Linked DNA regions of Mus musculus: region 2 is linked to region 1. Evidence: chromatin contacts called from public promoter capture Hi-C data. All regions are on one chromosome and are shown on one strand. Each heading gives the region's core, a stretch centred on a gene start, on an enhancer-like site or on the middle of the called end of the contact. The rest is flanking DNA. Distances are from core to core; before and after follow the strand shown. Region 1 overlaps Col18a1 (collagen, type XVIII, alpha 1). Region 2 overlaps Gm35837 (a long non-coding RNA gene).

Evidence for each region. Capture Hi-C pulls out chosen DNA fragments and counts their contacts.
Region 2: a promoter capture Hi-C map of adipose tissue shows a contact between it and region 1. The contact joins two enhancer-like sites. A contact is called at or near these places in 3 of 15 datasets of contacts at CTCF or cohesin (CD8 T cells and the NIH/3T3 cell line), 4 of 484 Hi-C or Micro-C datasets (the C2C12 cell line, epiblasts, muscle stem cells and 1 more), 2 of 115 datasets of contacts at active chromatin or transcription factors (both in embryonic stem cells) and 3 of 9 other capture datasets (adipose tissue, embryonic stem cells and pancreatic islet).

What each region holds. Positions count from the first base shown.
Region 1 is chr10:77,087,795-77,091,352 of GRCm38.p6, forward strand. Col18a1 (collagen, type XVIII, alpha 1) reads right to left here. Exons shown (of 42, transcript NM_009929.3): 4 at 1,076-1,162. Among named protein-coding and RNA genes, the nearest start is that of Slc19a1, 56 kb to the left of the region's middle. Within about 2 kb of position 1,762, at least 100 of the 459 cell types and tissues checked have an H3K27ac peak or open chromatin away from gene starts, as enhancers often do. A contact at or near this core is called in adipose tissue, where this site is marked.
Region 2 is chr10:77,219,694-77,223,251 of GRCm38.p6, forward strand. All of the region lies in intron 1 of Gm35837 (a long non-coding RNA gene), which reads left to right. Among named protein-coding and RNA genes, the nearest start is that of Gm40704, 10 kb to the left of the region's middle. Within about 2 kb of position 1,673, at least 51 of the 459 cell types and tissues checked have an H3K27ac peak or open chromatin away from gene starts, as enhancers often do. A contact at or near this core is called in adipose tissue, where this site is marked.

The DNA of each region.
Region 1 (3,558 bases), core at 512-3,011:
TGTCCTCCTACCAAGGTAAGTAACTTAATATAAACCCAGAGACCAAATACCTCCTGGGCCCATAGACCCTGCAGTGACATCTCAATATCAAGGTGGCCCAGGTGGGATAGACAGGCAGCTAGCCAGCATGGGCAGCATGTGAGCATGCTCAGTGGGCGGTACACTCAGGTGTGAGCGTTACCCATCCACTAGAGATTAGTATTTGGTATCAGAGAGAAGCCAATTACGTTTCCAATTTCTCTCCTGGAAAAAGTAACATGAGGAAAGACAGACATACTCATCTGCTCACAGCCGAACCCAGCCAGGCTCTGCTCACAAGAGCTAGTAATTGGGGATGTTGTGGTGTGCTATCTCCACTGGGACATCCCCCTCCTCCCCAAAAAAATATCCCATCCTCTGGCAACAGATGGGTGGTTTCCTTGAATGTCACCATATTATGTGCATGCACACACAGAAAACAGAGGCACCCAGAGACACAGTACATCCAGACCACAGTGTGCATGCACCCCACACGTACAAGAGACACACAGCATACAGAAAACGAACACACCAGCATCACACAAGAGAGAGAGACACACACACACACAGCACACTTAACAAAAGATACTCTGCACACGGAGATAACACACAGCAATATAAATAACAGCAGACACACACAAAAAAGACATATATACATAGCACACAACCAACAGACAAAACCACATAGACAAAGAGAGAGCATGGACACCATACAACAGACACACATAGAACATCAAGAGACACACACAACGCACAACAGGCAGACATAATTCCCCCTCCCATAAACACACATCAGACAAAACCAAGTGCACACATGCACTTTCTACGGGGAGATCCCCCATCATACTGTGTCACTGGGTGAGGGGGTGTCGGTCTCTGACATTTACAATTCCCAGGTTTCTGAGATGGGAAAGTTAAGGCAGGGGAAGGTCTCTGGAGACGTGGGTTCCTGACACCCCACTGGCATCTTCTGGCTTTCCCCAGTATTATTGCTTGAGAAGCCTTGCTCACAGTGGGGAGACCCACCACCACCACCACCACCACCACAGACACTCACCCGGTCTTCATCATCATCTTCTTCATCCAGACAGTGCACAGGGCTCACCCGGGGGGTTTTGCGTACCTTCAGCTCTGAGATCATCCCCTAGACAGAGGCAGAAGATCACTAATTTGAAACTGAAATGTCCCTCAAGGGATTGGGTGTTTGGCCCCTGGACTGCCAGTTGGTAGCCCTGTTTTGGAAGGTTGTGGAGCCTTTAAGAGGTGGAGCCTCACTGAAGGAACTGGGTTCCTGACAAACTGTTTTGATATCCCCATTCTCTCTCCACCCCCCACCCCCCACCCCAACAGGGTTTCTCTCTGTAGCCCTGGCTGTCCTGGAACTCACTCTGTAGACCAGGCTGGCCTCAAACTCAGAAATCCGCCTGCTTTTGCCTCCCAAGTGCTGGGATTAAAGGTGTGCGCCACCAATGCCCGCCCTGTCTTGACATTTTAAAGTCTTCCCCTACTTCCTGTCCCCTCTGCTTCAGGACTGCAAAGTGACCAGCTGCCTCATGTCTCCACCAAGCTTTCCCTCTTCAGCCCTGGCTATCTCCTCTCAAACTGCAAGGCAAAATAAACGCTGGTCTCCCTCTCAGAAGAGATTTCTGGTCAGATATCTGGTCACAAAAACAGGGAGAGAAGCTAAGACCCTGCGGCTCCGGAGGCGGAGCTCACATAGAGCCTCTGACTCATGCTGGCCCCTAGCCTAGCCTGACTTTACCAGGGAATCTCCCTTTTGTCAGCAAGACTAAGGAGCAGGGTCTCAACTGGCTTTCAAGTTGTGGCAGCTTCTGAGCCATGCTGAGGGAGGTCACGAGGATCAGGGACACTGCGAGACAAACACGGCCCCTCACCTCGCCCTTGGTGTCTGGATTGCTGGCTGTTGGGCAAGCTCTGTGGCGTCGGTCTGACGGCACCTTGAATGCTGGAGTTTAGGCACACTTTCTGTGTTTGCATTTTTGCATTAATTGTATTCTGCTACGCTCACTAATTTCAGTTTACTAAGGAGAGACGGCGCTTCCTCAATTCCAAAATGACTTGATCAAAGAGAGGCCCCAGTGGAGGTGCCTCTGGGTTTCCAGTCTGCTTGTGTGAACAATACCTTACGGACAGTAAGGGAGGACGTGGCAGTCCTAATGAAACTGAAATCTGAATCTCATACCAATTTTTCACACATTGCAAAATAACTTTTGGATTATTCCAGCCATTTGAAAAATGTAGCCATCATTCTAGCTCGGAAGCCTTTGCTATAGGCGGCAGGTGATGGCTAGCCCATGCTTGCTGACAGGTCTGGTGTCCCAAATTCAAATGCTTTCTGATCCTCAGTCATACCTCCCCGTTCCCAAGGACCATGTGACAACTAACAGTCCCACCTCCGTACCCCAGCTGGGTCCTGGCCTATGCCTCCCCTATCTCTCCTTATCTCACTGTTCAGCTCTGTCTGGCTTTTCTGGGAAATTTTCCCCAACACCACACACGGGATGAAAGCTACTCTGGGCTAGGTCTGTCCCATACTCCCTGTTCCACAACTCTTCCCAGTATTGAGGACAGCAAAGTCTCTTGTGTGTGTGCACATGTGTGCCTTCATAACAATCACACATGTAAAACTTATGTATACATACCACAGTGAACACACCCATGTATATACACAGTCTGGCTTACTTATGGTAGGTTAAGGAGCTAGATGACTATGCACCCAGGTAAGGGAGAGGGAGGTGGGCTTCAGGAGAACCAAGCATCTCACAAACCCTCTGACTTGGTCATTTCCAGCCAGAGCAAGGCCTTCTTCACGGGCCATGAGCAAGCATATACACAAGGGATCTGGCCTACTGGGCAATCCCCAGAATGTGGGAGGGTGGTGGCACCACAGTTCAGTGTCCTCAGCACCTGAGAAGGTGCAGAAGAATCTCTACAAACCCCTCAGGCCAACAGAACCCATGTCAGGAAACCCAGGCCCTGGGTCATGGGAGAGGAGTCTCTGGGGCGGAGCAGCAGAAAGAAAGCCCTGGCCTGTGTCAACCCCATGGGCCTCAGTGGGACACAGAAACAAGGCTTGACCCTTCAGGACCAACCCTGTGATAGTGGGGACTCTGTGATGCTATCCCATATCTGAGGTGCAGGAGGCCTCTAGGTCGGGAAAAACAGAAAAGGTATTTGTACTCCTGAAAAGATTAGAGGGACAGTATTGGACCAGCAGATGAAGAATAAACCGGCTGTATCTAGTACAAGGGGATTCTGGGATATCTAACCAGCCAGTACCAGGAAAGCATGTAAGTCCCTACTATTGTATGAGAAGGAGCATCTGAGTGTGTGTGCGTGTGCCTGCATGCGTGTATGCGTGCATGCGTGCGTGCGTGTGTGAGCATGAGTAGCACCCATGCCCAGGGAGCCCAGCACTGCTCCGGTCAGGCACAGGTCCAGTATTCAGAGAGCAAGGATTTGCAGGTATGGAGATCATATTTCCTGCCAGGCAGCATCCCAAGTCAACAGAGCATCTGG
Region 2 (3,558 bases), core at 423-2,922, 130 kb after region 1:
TGCACCCACACTAAACTCACCTTTAATCTACAGGACTTATCTATAAATTCTTTGGATTTTCTACACACACAGACAAATTCCTGGGCTTGCTGTTACGGGGCCTGCAAGAACCGATGGAGAAGACCGATAAAAACCGGACCAGCTGGAAGTGGAGTTGGGCATTCAAAGGCCAGGTTACAAGTTTGCTGATATAAGCCAGATGCAGTTGGCCACAGCGTGTGGACAGTCTGAGTTTTAACCAAAGTTGCCCTCTTGTCCCAGGCGTGAGAGATTTATTTTATTTTATTTTTATGTGTATAGGCATCTTGCCTGCATGCATATATATGCGCATCACGCACATGCCTGGTGCCATGGATTATTTGGAACCAGAGCTACAGACAGTTGTGAGCCACCAATTGGGTGCTGGGAATTGAACCTGGATCCTCTAGAAGAGCAGCCAGTGAGGCTTCCAACCGCTGACCCTTTTCTTCAGTCCATCTTAAAGGGTAGTTCTGGAGATTTTTCTCCCCTCTCCAGAGAGTGTCTACAGGGAAGGCTGGTGCTGATGCAGCCAGTGAGGCTGTGCCACAGGCAGGCCACCGTCCCTTGGCAATGCCCAGAATCCCACTAGATCCCCTAGGTCCCCTTGATCAAGCTTCTTCCCCAGCCTGGGGAGACACCAGAGAGCCCTCGGTGGAGGGCAGTGAATCACAAGTTAGCCCTTCCCTAGGTGCGCAGAGCAAAGCACCTGCCCTCTGCAGAGACGCCTGGCAGGATGAAGAACATTCATTCTCCGTGAACTATGTTCTCCTGTGCTGATACGATTCGATCAGAAAGAGAATCTATGTAGAAGGCTATGCCCAGGATACCACAGAGGAAGACATCTCAATAGTATAGACACTTTCACTTAGGAAAGTTGGCACACTTGTAAAATGTGGCATATCCAACAGAATAAGAATTTTTTTTTTAATTGTTTCAGCCACGAGTGGTGGCACACACATTTAATCCCAGCACTCGGGAGGCAGATGCTGGCGGATTTCTGAGTTCGGGGCCAGCCTGGTCTACAGAATGAGTTCCAGGACAGCCAGGGCTACACATACAGAGAAACCCTGTCTTGAAAAACAACAAAAAACAACAACAATAAAAAATTGTTTCTTTGAAGACAGGGTCTCATGTAGCCCAGGCTAGCCTCAAACTCCCTGAGTAGCTAAGGATGGCCTTGGATTTCTTAGCCTCCTTCCTCCACCTCTCAAGGGATGGGACTAAAAATCTTCAAGGATAACTAGGCAAGGCTTTCTTCCTTACAAGGAGAGCAGAAACATTCCCCTTCCTCTCTCTTTCTCTCCCCACACCCCCTCCCCATCCTGTGACCGGAACAGGTATGGAGGGTAGGACAGAGGGCCACCTGGTCCCACCTGTCAAGCCTCCGCACAACTCCAGTTCCTTCCCACGAAGCTTGTCTTACTTCTCAAAGGGAGCAGGCAAGGCTGTCTGACACCTCTGTTTGAAAGATGCCTGGCAGAAATGAGCGAGTGAGTGTGCAAACTCGAATGTACAGGAAAAGCACAGACAACCTCCCTCACCTCCCTCACGTTCCCCGTGAACTCCAGTCCATAGCGCCAGCGAATGGTGTTCTGAGTCAAAGGTTCCATTAGGGTGTCAGCTTCCACCCAGAGGAGGAAGTTCTGGACGACGTGTCTGTAAACTCAGATAAGATAGGGTTGGACAGGCTGCTCTGTGGACGAATGCCTGGAGATTGAACAGTGGCTGCTTGTGAAAACGCTTCCTTCCAAGGCTAATATTTTCAGAAAGGAAAAAATATATATAACAAAGGTTATGACTGTTACATTTTAAATCTTGACGAGGCCCTGTTTGATCATTAACCTGCTAAACAGGACCACACTACTGGTCACAAGTCATTAGACATTTGTCCAGCCCCACAGAGTGTGGGACAGGGGGCAAATCTGAAGGTATTCCACGGGGAATAACAGATCCATTAAGAAGAATAGATCCGTATCCGCTTGGTGCTGTGCCTTCTATGGATGGGTGGGATGATGAAATGGGTAATCATTGGCATGGAATGAGTTTCTATAAACCTGAAACTGCCCTTTAAAAGAAAACCTACTAACTTAAAAAAAAAAAAAAGGCAGAGAACTCCATCCACAGTCGCCTTCTTCAATAAACCTTACAGGTTTCTCCTTAAACAACGTCAGTCACCTTGAAGATTCCCATGCACAGTTTTGGGAGGGCTGGTGCTTCCGGTGTTCTCTGGGTGGCTGCTGTGTTTCTGGGTGCTACTGAGCATCACATAAGAAAGCATACAGGAGGCTTTCTTCTGAACAACCTGCTTCTCTTCGGTTGGCCATGGCAGTTGCTGTAAAGACCCCTTCTACAGCTCTTTACTTGAAAATTGCTTGCTTTGGGGCTGGAGAGATGGCTCAGTGGGTAAGAGCACTGACTGCTCTTCCAGAGGTCCTGAGTTCAAATCCCAGCAGCCACATGGTGGCTCACAACCATCTGTAATGGGATCTGATGCCCTCTTCTGGTGTGTCTGAAGATAGCTACAGTGTACTCACATAAATGAAATAAAAGAAGTCTTAAAAAGAAAAGAAAATTGCTTGCTTTAACCTGCACTTTTAAAAGAGGATATCCCTAATGATATTAACTTGAAAAAAATCCCATTATATTCTTATTGGATCTCATAGCAGCACAGATGTTCTCTAAGTCCTTTGTAGTTGTAACCAAAACAGTAGCCCGGCAGTGGTGGCACACACCTTTAATCCCAGCACTTGGGAGGCAGAGGCAGGCAGATTTCTGAGTTCGAGGCCAGCCTGGTCTACAGAATGAGTTCCAGGACAGCCAGGGCTACACAGAAAAAAACCTGTCTCAAAACAAAAACAAAAACAAACAAACAAAAAAGACCATAACAGTAAGGAAGAAAAGCCTGTCCAGTTTAAAGTCTGAAGTTCAAAACCACCCTCCTCACTGCTGCAGGTCACGGTGCTGATAAAAGCAACTTAAGGGGTGAAGAATTGATTTTGACTTATAGTCTGAGTTGATCTTGGAGAGAAAGTCACAGCAACAGGAGGCAGGTCAGCTGGTCTCATAACATCCATAGTTTAAAAGAAATGTAGTGAATGTACGTGTTCAACCTGCTTTCTCCATTTTATAGTCTAGAATCCCTGCCCAGTCGATTGTGCTGCTCACAGTGAATGGGTCTTCCTGATAGAATTAACCTAATCAAGACAATCCCCAACAGGCATACCCAGAAACCCTCTCTCCGGCGATTCTGTATGTCACCAAGTTGTCTTGTTAAGGGTAACCACCACGCCAGGTACCTCAGACACTCCTGAGAAATCATTGTCTTTGGACACAGAGCTTCTCAGGGGCTCACCCTGCCAGACACAGCGAGGAGTCTCGGTCCCCCCAACAGATGGCAAACGGATGCCCAAGTGCCCACAGGAAAGCAACTGTGGCTCGGACATCTCACCAGATTCCTTGGACAGCTGGGAGGCGGCCTGTGGCTTCCACCTCACTGCCTAGCAAAGGGAATCGACAATGAGAAGAAAAATTGAGATC